Linked DNA regions of Xenopus tropicalis: region 2 is linked to region 1. A link is a contact called in public Hi-C data. All regions are on one chromosome and are shown on one strand. Each heading gives the region's core, a stretch centred on a gene start, on an enhancer-like site or on the middle of the called end of the contact. The rest is flanking DNA. Distances are from core to core; before and after follow the strand shown.

Region 1 (4,057 bases), core at 863-3,362:
TCATGCAATTTAACACCTGCATTAGTAAAACAGCCCCACATCCCCAAACAAACAAAGCGATTCAAAATGTTTATCAATAACTGAGGGGCCACAAATTGTACATATGTAGGTTAGATTAATTCAGTTCATAATAAACAATAATCACAATAATTAGCATGCACACAGATACACAAATATACAAACTTAGTGCAGCCCAGCTCTTACTTACCTGATAATATCATCGTTGTGGCCCAAGAAAAATTTCTGGCTGTGTTCTCTGGTGTTATACACCACCCCAACACCAGCGACAAAGTACACCACCTCCTTGCCAGCGGTGTAGTACAGGTTGTTACGGCATTGGTGCCCCCTGTAACCATATACCCACTCCAAGCGTAGCTGGCAAGCTGGGGCAGTCCTGTCCGCCATGGTATATAAGGAAGGTGAAATATTTTTTTGGACAGCTAATAAAGGAGCTTGCAATGATATAATGATTTATGGAAGATGTCTTTCTGGTGAGACTGAACCCCCTAAGACTTCATTATTCTCTGTGAATGCAGGATGCTGTGGATAGAGGAGAATGGAGAAGAATAGGGGATGTGGCCCAAAGTCCTTTTCTTTGCAAGAGGAGCTTCTCCCCGATACCTGTAGGCAGATCCTCCTCCACAGATGTTCAGGATTTCATTTCCTTATGAAATGGAGAGCTGATCAGAGTTCTAGCAGGCCAGCAGTACAGTGCCACCATAATCCCCTGTCCAGGCTGCAGCAAGAGATCGCCAGCAGCGGAGAAGGGAAGGAGACAAGAACGTCCATCAGTCTGATTATTGCATGTCTCCAGGAGGCAAGGGTCTGCCCATGCCTTAGTCACAGCAGGGGGCTCACAGTCGCACTTATTGGTGGGCAACAGGATTATTCCCAAGTGAATCTTAGTAGGCAATGATGGGGGAGCCAAAGTGCAACAGGGCCACAGATACCCAGAGGCAGGGAAGGGTAAAGGATCACTGTGCCCAGCAGTTTATTCATTGCATGTCCTCACCAGTCAGGGGGTCTCCCTCTTCCTTAGGTATAGGGGCTACCTTTATCTCCCTAATTAACAAAGGATAATGAATTCCAGTCAGACAGGATGAGGTTGCAAGGGGTGCACAGATTGTCACAGTGTCACTCCCAAGGGAGCAGAACAAGCAGTGTCCAGGGCTGCTGCCACAAGGAATAGCTCCTCACTGCAGCATCTTCCTGTTCAGCTCCATCTGTGCAGCCTGCCCCTCTGCAGCCCGGCACTCGCTGGATCTGGAGAGAAAATGTGAAAAAAAAAACAGAAAGAAAACCAATACAAGCAAAGTGTATGCCGCTTATGCCCTCCCCCTGTCAGCTCTCCGTCCTCCCAGCGTTCAGGGATACTGAGATATTGAAATCCTCCTGTGCCCTCCCCCATGTCACCGCTCCTGCCTCTCTCCTGTCACAGCTCCGTGCTGTTCATATTTAGCCATTCACTGTCACAACAGCCTCCTCATCCCCCTCTGCCATCTCCCTCTGCTCGCCCATAATCCATAAGGCCTACTCCGACCGCCCCATGCCTCCCCCCTCTAGTGTTTCTAGTAGAAAGCAGCAAGGGGAGCTTTAATTTAACACTGCAGTTTAAAAACTTTTTGCAAATGTGGAGACTAAAACATTTTATTTCAGTTTTGGCATTTTGTTTTAATGCGTTTTATAGTAAGGGCATTTTGTCACTGTCATGCAGCAAAAAGAGCATTGCCTCTGCGACAGACTAATGCTCGGCTGCTGCTACTAATAATCTTACACTCCACTGGAGGGGAAGTAATGCACGGCTCGCAATCTCATGCAGAAGGCGGGAGAATGAGCGCCGTAACCGAATCACTTTGAATCAGTGATTCTTACGTATATCGCCTCTGTGAATACCACTCGGAGCAGTTGCCAGGAGAGAGGAGCGTATTGCATGGAAACGGCGACGCCGAGCGGGCGTACACCAGCTGCCCCTTTCTGTTCGCTGCAATGGGTTGTGGGAAACGTAGTCTTGATGCGGTTTTACCTATTTCTAATTCCTCGAAGTTGTTGACACAGAGAATACACGTCCCAGAATCCCGCTGGGTGCACTCATTACCCGTAGAGTGATAAGTCAGGCCTGTGCGAGCTGAAGTTGCCAAACTATATCTATTTTTGTTGTTGGTTGCCGGGCAATGGCCGCAAGAGACAATTGGCTTGTTATAGCTTTGGCTTTTGTTTTTGAAGGGATTAGTTTAGAGCACACAAGAAAGACAAGGGCAATTTAGGATTAATTGTATGTGCTATTCTACTGACCAGGTGCCAAGCCTAGTGCTATTGACTGCTCTCACATTTATTAAGTGAAGTTTAAGCTTCATGGTTGTTTGTAATTTTTATTTTTCAACCAGTCTGGTAATATAATGAAATGAAACAATGGCTGCTTTGTGGAATAGTCCGTCAGTGGAATAACTAAAAGTTATTGGAGCCCAACAGCAAAAATACTTTAGGGACCCCTTAAGCTTTGGGAACAAGACATTTTTCCTAAACATGTATCAAAACTGCTTCTCTGGGGCCTTTATACTTGCTGAGCCACTTATCTGTTCCAGAGTCTTTTGCTTTTATAGTTAAGAACATTTTTAAAAAAGGAAGCATTCCCCGGCCCCTAGAGATTCCCCCTAAAATCCTAATCACTTAATTTATAACCCTGTAGTGAGTGAGAGTTTTATGAGGATAATATAATGTCAACATATGAAAAAAAAAGAGACAAACCCCTATATATTGAGCTACACCTGGGCAATGGTTTATAAATACATAATACCCTTTATTTATTCCTTCTGGAAAAATGTATAGCTTAAAAACATGCACACATAAGCTAAAAATTGGCGCAAAGGATAACAGTTTGGTTAATGGACTCTGCGGTGTAGTGGGATCTCATGTCCCATATTACATAGGATCAAAATAACCAGCTATAAATTCATATTAATAATTATAATTATGAATGAATGAAATAGTACCTGGGTACAAAATACAAGACACAATAAAGGCGTATAATTAAAAACACTAGAGAATGAGACAAAATCCCAAAGGTTAACTGCCCAGTGCTCGGTACAAAGAGCAGTGTCAGTAGGTGCAGCTCAGCCCTGTCCTTCTGCCACTCCCTACCTTACTCATGCAAATAACAAGCTATGGGCAGGTAGGGGCCAAACAATAGGCTGCCTACTTGCCTCCACCTGTCCGTATCTCTTAGATCCTCTACTGGCTAATGCAGTCAGCACTGAATCTACTGATTGCTATCTGAAACATAACAGAACACATATTTTGACATTAGCTGTCATTTTCTATAGTCAGATATAGATGCTCCCTAGTTAAAAAGTTCAATGTATTTTCAGTATAATCAGCTCTCTATCTGCCTCTGGTAATGCCTTATGTTATTTAATTTTTATTCTAATTATGGTCAGTCACTTTGTAAATGAGTTTCTTTGGTTTCCAGAGATCATGGATGATTTGGATAAAGCTATAGAAGCGGAGAATACAAGAAACATTATCACTATCAGTATCATTTTGATTGTGGGCTTCCTGATTGTCTCTGGGGCAGTCATTTACCTTATTATCCTCTTCAAAAAGCTGTAAGTATTGCTATAGACGGTACTGCTTGAGTAAGACTTTCTGTGCTAACTGTAAGGTCAATGTGGGGAAGTCTTCCTCCATGCATTTAGTGCAACTCCTGGTTCTGTATTGGGGACAAACGGATCAACTAAAAGCTAAACTTGAAATATTTGGGTGAATGTTTGGGTTTGATGGATATTTCTGCTTTTCAGCCTCAGCCACTGTGGTCATATATTTTGTAAAATATTAATGTAATCTGTAGTGTAGGAGACCAAGCTGGCCCTGTGTCTAGACCTAAAGCAATGCTTAGATCATGCTTTATCTTTGTCTATATGATCCAGGTCTTAAAGGGCAATGTATTCAACATGTTTAACATAAGTTTAATGAATAGGGTTTGTGCTGGACATACTTGTTGTCTATTGTTTTAATTAAAATATTCAATATTTAATATAACTAAATATATTTTTGTTATTTC
Region 2 (4,392 bases), core at 1,476-3,975, 180 kb before region 1:
ATGCTTTGCATGCTTCTGTGATTCTCTTTCACAAGTCTGTTTATCACTCAAACCATTGCAGAAAATGGAGTCTTGGCTGGATGAGACTACTGCTAATTTGTTTCAACAGTAAATTGTAGCCACAAGAAGCAGCAGAGGGACTAGAAAAGGGCAGTTACATTTACAAATAAGAACACTGAGCGACTGTAAATGTAAGGATTTAAAATTATGTTTAGAATTAGATTTTCATTCTCTAGGCAAAATTTGTATTTTTATCCTGAAAAAAAAAAGAAGTTATACAGACATAAGTGCTATACATGAACGCTGCTTTATTTAGTCAGCGCAAACCAGTAAGAATAACCATATAAAAGGCTGACCACAAAATAAATTTTTAAAAAAAAGCTGATGTAAATGGCTCATCATACCTTCCTTATCCTGAATCTTAGCCTTGACATTTTCTATAGTATCAGAAGGCTCAACCTACAGGGGAAAACAAAGATATTTAATATCACTGGAGGACCAGTGCCAGAAGATACTCATTAAACATATATGGTACTACAATATAGTAATGAATAGTAATTATATCTATTACATACATTTAACATGACCAGGGCTGGAATGGTTTTGCAATAAAAGCCCAGACCCTTTATCCCCAGATAACAAGCAGTGCCTGGGCTGCCATAAACCTTGCAAAGCACTTTTGTAGCTAAATATTTATTACCCATCCAAGGATTCTCACATGTATCAAGCTGGCCAAGTAGTAATATCTAATGGCAACATCCACAAGTCATGTGTGCTTGGTAAATACAACCCACATCATATAGCAGAGCTGTCACTTACACTTCCAACCCCGAGTAACAGGTTCCCACTATTATGTTTTTATTTTTTTTTTTTAAGTGGTCATAAAACCTGCTGCACTGCACAACCAAACTTTACTCTGCTCTAAAAAAAAAACAGAATAATGTAATCTATAATGAAGGTTGAAGCATGCTGTGTTAGCCCAGGAACAGCAGGGTTTATTCTTAAAGCAATATTGCACAATAAAACATTTCCCCAGATTTCCACAGCCAACTCCTCCAAGTGATCTGTGTAAATCTGTCTCCTTGTTCCAGTAATTGGACTTGGAAGCCGTTTCCTAGCACTGCCCTTTATTCCCATGACTCCAGTGTAATATAATGAAGAACAAATGGCAATTACATAATAATATCAATATGTAAGATAACGGCAAGATGCCCAACAATGCTGGGAATCAGCATTTCCACTGGCAGATATTTTGGCGTTTATAAGGCATTTGATCAGTAAAATTTTATTTATAATTATGTTTTCCAGCACCTTGTATAGCAAAACAAGGGAGCGGTGGGACAGTGCTATAGATGGGTTTACACCCCCTTTAAAGAATAGAAACACCCATTAAATCTGCTAAGGATTATATGTACCACAAGGACACCCCACCATGAGTGACAGAACATATCCATACATAGAAATGTATAGGCCAAATGGCACTCCCAGTGGGACAGCAAATCATGCCTGGGTGCCCATCTATACTGGGGGGTATTCAATGAGCTTGGCCTCATCAGACCTTAATTAGAACAGGCGATGTGTATGTAGGTAGGGAGATGTACATATGTAGGTAGGGAGATGTACATATGTAGGTAGGGAGATGTACATATGTATGTAGGGAGATGTACATATGTAGGTAGGGAGATGTACATATGTAGGTAGGGAGATGTACATATGTAGGTAGGGAGATGTACATATGTAGGTAGGGAGATGTACATATGTAGGTAGGGAGATGTATATATGTAGGTAGGGAGATGTATATGCAGTATATATGTATGTAGGGAAGATGTACATATTTCCATTTCCAGATGCCCCAGGACAGACAGAGGAGGTGCCACAGACACATGGAGCTACTGCCAAGACTCCCGGCATGCAATGGCTGACCCAAGGGCGGATTGTGGGGCTTCAGTCCCTGTAGGCTCTAATAGCCGGGCGAGTAGAAGTACTAGCCCTGTAGCCCAGTGGCACATGTCCTCCCCCCAGCCGGCTCTGCACGCACCTCGAGGGTGATAGTCTTCCCCGTGAGGGTTTTCACGAAGATCTGCATCGCGGAGCCGGATCCACCTGCCGTGGGAGAGAAGGGCACATTAAACACCACACAGGCACCGTTCCCAGGGGCCACGGACCCTCCATCCCAGGCATTTTATTCCGCTGCCTCCGGAGAGCAGCCGCCACACTCACCTCCTGCTAATGGCGGATCCTGGAGAGAGGACCTCCTTCCGGCCGCACGGGGTTTTCCTAGCTCCGGCGCAGGGGTGTGGGCGGGCCCAGCTGGCTGCCATACTGCCTGATCAATACACTTTCCATAAATACCGGCTCAATGGGTTTGTACAAATGTAGGGAACCGCTAGAGGATATTGTCAGCCGGTGGGAAAATAAATGGCGCTATTGTCCCCTGTAGTTACAATGTTTCATTTAGGAGTGAGGACCACGGAGCCGCGCAGCATTCTGGGAATTGCAGTTTTTTTGGACTAATGCGTCACGTATGGAACCCGTCTTTTTACCCATATTTTAAACTCGTATGTAACCGGTGCAGTTTGATTTCCATATACTATTTTTTTTTAAAGTCATGTATTTTTTTTTATAATTTTGTGTAGTTCTATGTAAACTGGAGGGCATAATTAACAGCCACGCCCACACACCAGTATGCCCCGCCCCTTGGTGACGCCCCTAGTAACGGAGTGGAACACATACAAGTTAGGAGGGATGCTGCTGAGCGTGGGGCTGGGAGCAGGTAATATTATTATATTCCGCATTGCGGCCTCAGCTGAGAGGGACTAATCCCAATGTCTCACAATAAAAAGTCTCTGGAAATGTCTTTACACTATAAGGGCAGGGCTGGTTTAGGGTAAGTTGCTAAAGTCCTTGGCCCTGCTGGGACCCTCAGCATCACAGGTGCCATAGGGAGAGTAAATACATGGAGCTATCGTATAGTATATTGTGTAACGATTATGACATATCTGTAATATATAGTGACTATGGAATCTTCCAGCAGCCCCTCTGCATTTGCCAGTACAGATACAGACTGTGCCACCTAGACAGTAACTTTAGTGCACAAACAATAAATCCATGTAGCTGCTTGTAACCCATCAGAGCTAATAAGACTGGCTAATTTAGTAATTATATAGCATATCCAGCCTGCTCCTATTTCTGCATATCTACATTTGATCTAAAGGGAGGCCCTGTATGTGCCTGGCTCACCCCTATTAAATAGGTGGTTCACCTGTAAGTTAACTTTATAAAATAAATAATAATATTGGTCTTCATTTTTTATTGTGTATATTTTTTTTTAAGTATTTGCGTTCTGCATTAAAGGGGGGTTCACTGACTCCGGCACCTAATATGTTGTAGAGCCCCCTTTCCTGTAGCAGATTGCCAACTTTATTTTTTAAAATAATACTAACTTTTCCCCAAAATTTCCTTTTAACTTCACAGTATCACGGCCGCTATCTTGGATTTCTAAACACCCGCGCTCGCACCAAACACCCGCAATCCCACCCGGTCACTACACACCTGTGCTCGCACCCCACCCGCTCGCTACCCAGTACCCGCTCGCCTGCTGCCTGTTCCTGTTTCAGTGAAGGGAGCACACCTGCTTCTGAATGAATGAAAATCAGCAAAGCGCATGCACCACCTACAGTGTCCCGGTCACACAGTCAATGCAGGAGCGATGCATTATGGGAATTCTCTTTACCCAGCTCAGCGTTTTTTCTCCGTGTTTGGCTTCAGATCTTCTGAACAGGAGAAATATGGGGAAACTTAAGGACACTATTGAGACAACTGAAGGCAGCCTTTCCTTCTCCTTTAAGAACAATTTATGTTTAAGTTGCTAAATAATGGGTACATGTTACTAAAAGCAACAATACAGCATGCAGTTCAATATTTAGTTCATTAGGTGTTATAGATGCATTAACATAGGCATGTGGTAGCACTTACAGCACAGTAATGCAGTATTTCTGTTTGAACAGTTATTGGACCCCTTATCCGGAAACCCATTATCCAGAAATTTCTGAGTTAGGGAAAGGCCATTTCCCATTGACTCTATTTTAATTAAATAATTCAATTTTTAAAAATGATTTCCTTTTTCTCTGTAATAATAAAACAGTACCTTGTACTTGATCCCAAGTAATATATAAATATATAATTAATCCTTATTGGTAGCAAAACAATCATATTGGGTTTATTTAATGTATAAATTATTTTTTTTAGTAGACTTAAGGCAGGAGATCCGAATTACAGAAAGATCCCTTATCCAGAAAACCCCAGGTCCCGAGCATTCTGGATAATGGGTCCCATACCTGTACCTAATTTTTATCCCCCATTCCAGCAGGTTCCACACAGGGCATGTGAGTA

Evidence for each region. A called contact is a pair of places that touch in the nucleus more often than the background predicts.
Region 2: a contact with region 1 is called in a Hi-C map of neurula embryo, with 1.7 times the contacts expected there. The contact joins the promoter of clhc1 here to the promoter of eml6 in region 1. A contact is called at or near these places in 3 of 5 Hi-C or Micro-C datasets (brain, gastrula embryo and neurula embryo).

What each region holds. Positions count from the first base shown.
Region 1 is chr5:24,150,081-24,154,137 of UCB_Xtro_10.0, reverse strand. eml6 (echinoderm microtubule-associated protein-like 6) reads right to left here and starts at 2,112. Exons shown (of 43, transcript XM_031903079.1): 1 at 2,024-2,112; 2 at 209-1,263. The coding sequence starts at 405. LOC105947452 (a long non-coding RNA gene) reads left to right here and starts at 2,148. Exons shown (of 5, transcript XR_004222856.1): 1 at 2,148-2,295; 2 at 3,467-3,602.
Region 2 is chr5:24,329,704-24,334,095 of UCB_Xtro_10.0, reverse strand. It overlaps clhc1 (clathrin heavy chain linker domain containing 1), which reads left to right and starts at 2,725. Exons shown (of 12, transcript NM_001126935.1): 1 at 2,725-2,773; 2 at 4,370-4,392. It overlaps rps27a (ribosomal protein S27a), which reads right to left and starts at 2,228. Exons shown (of 6, transcript NM_001016172.2): 1 at 2,221-2,228; 2 at 2,039-2,103; 3 at 405-459. The coding sequence starts at 2,086.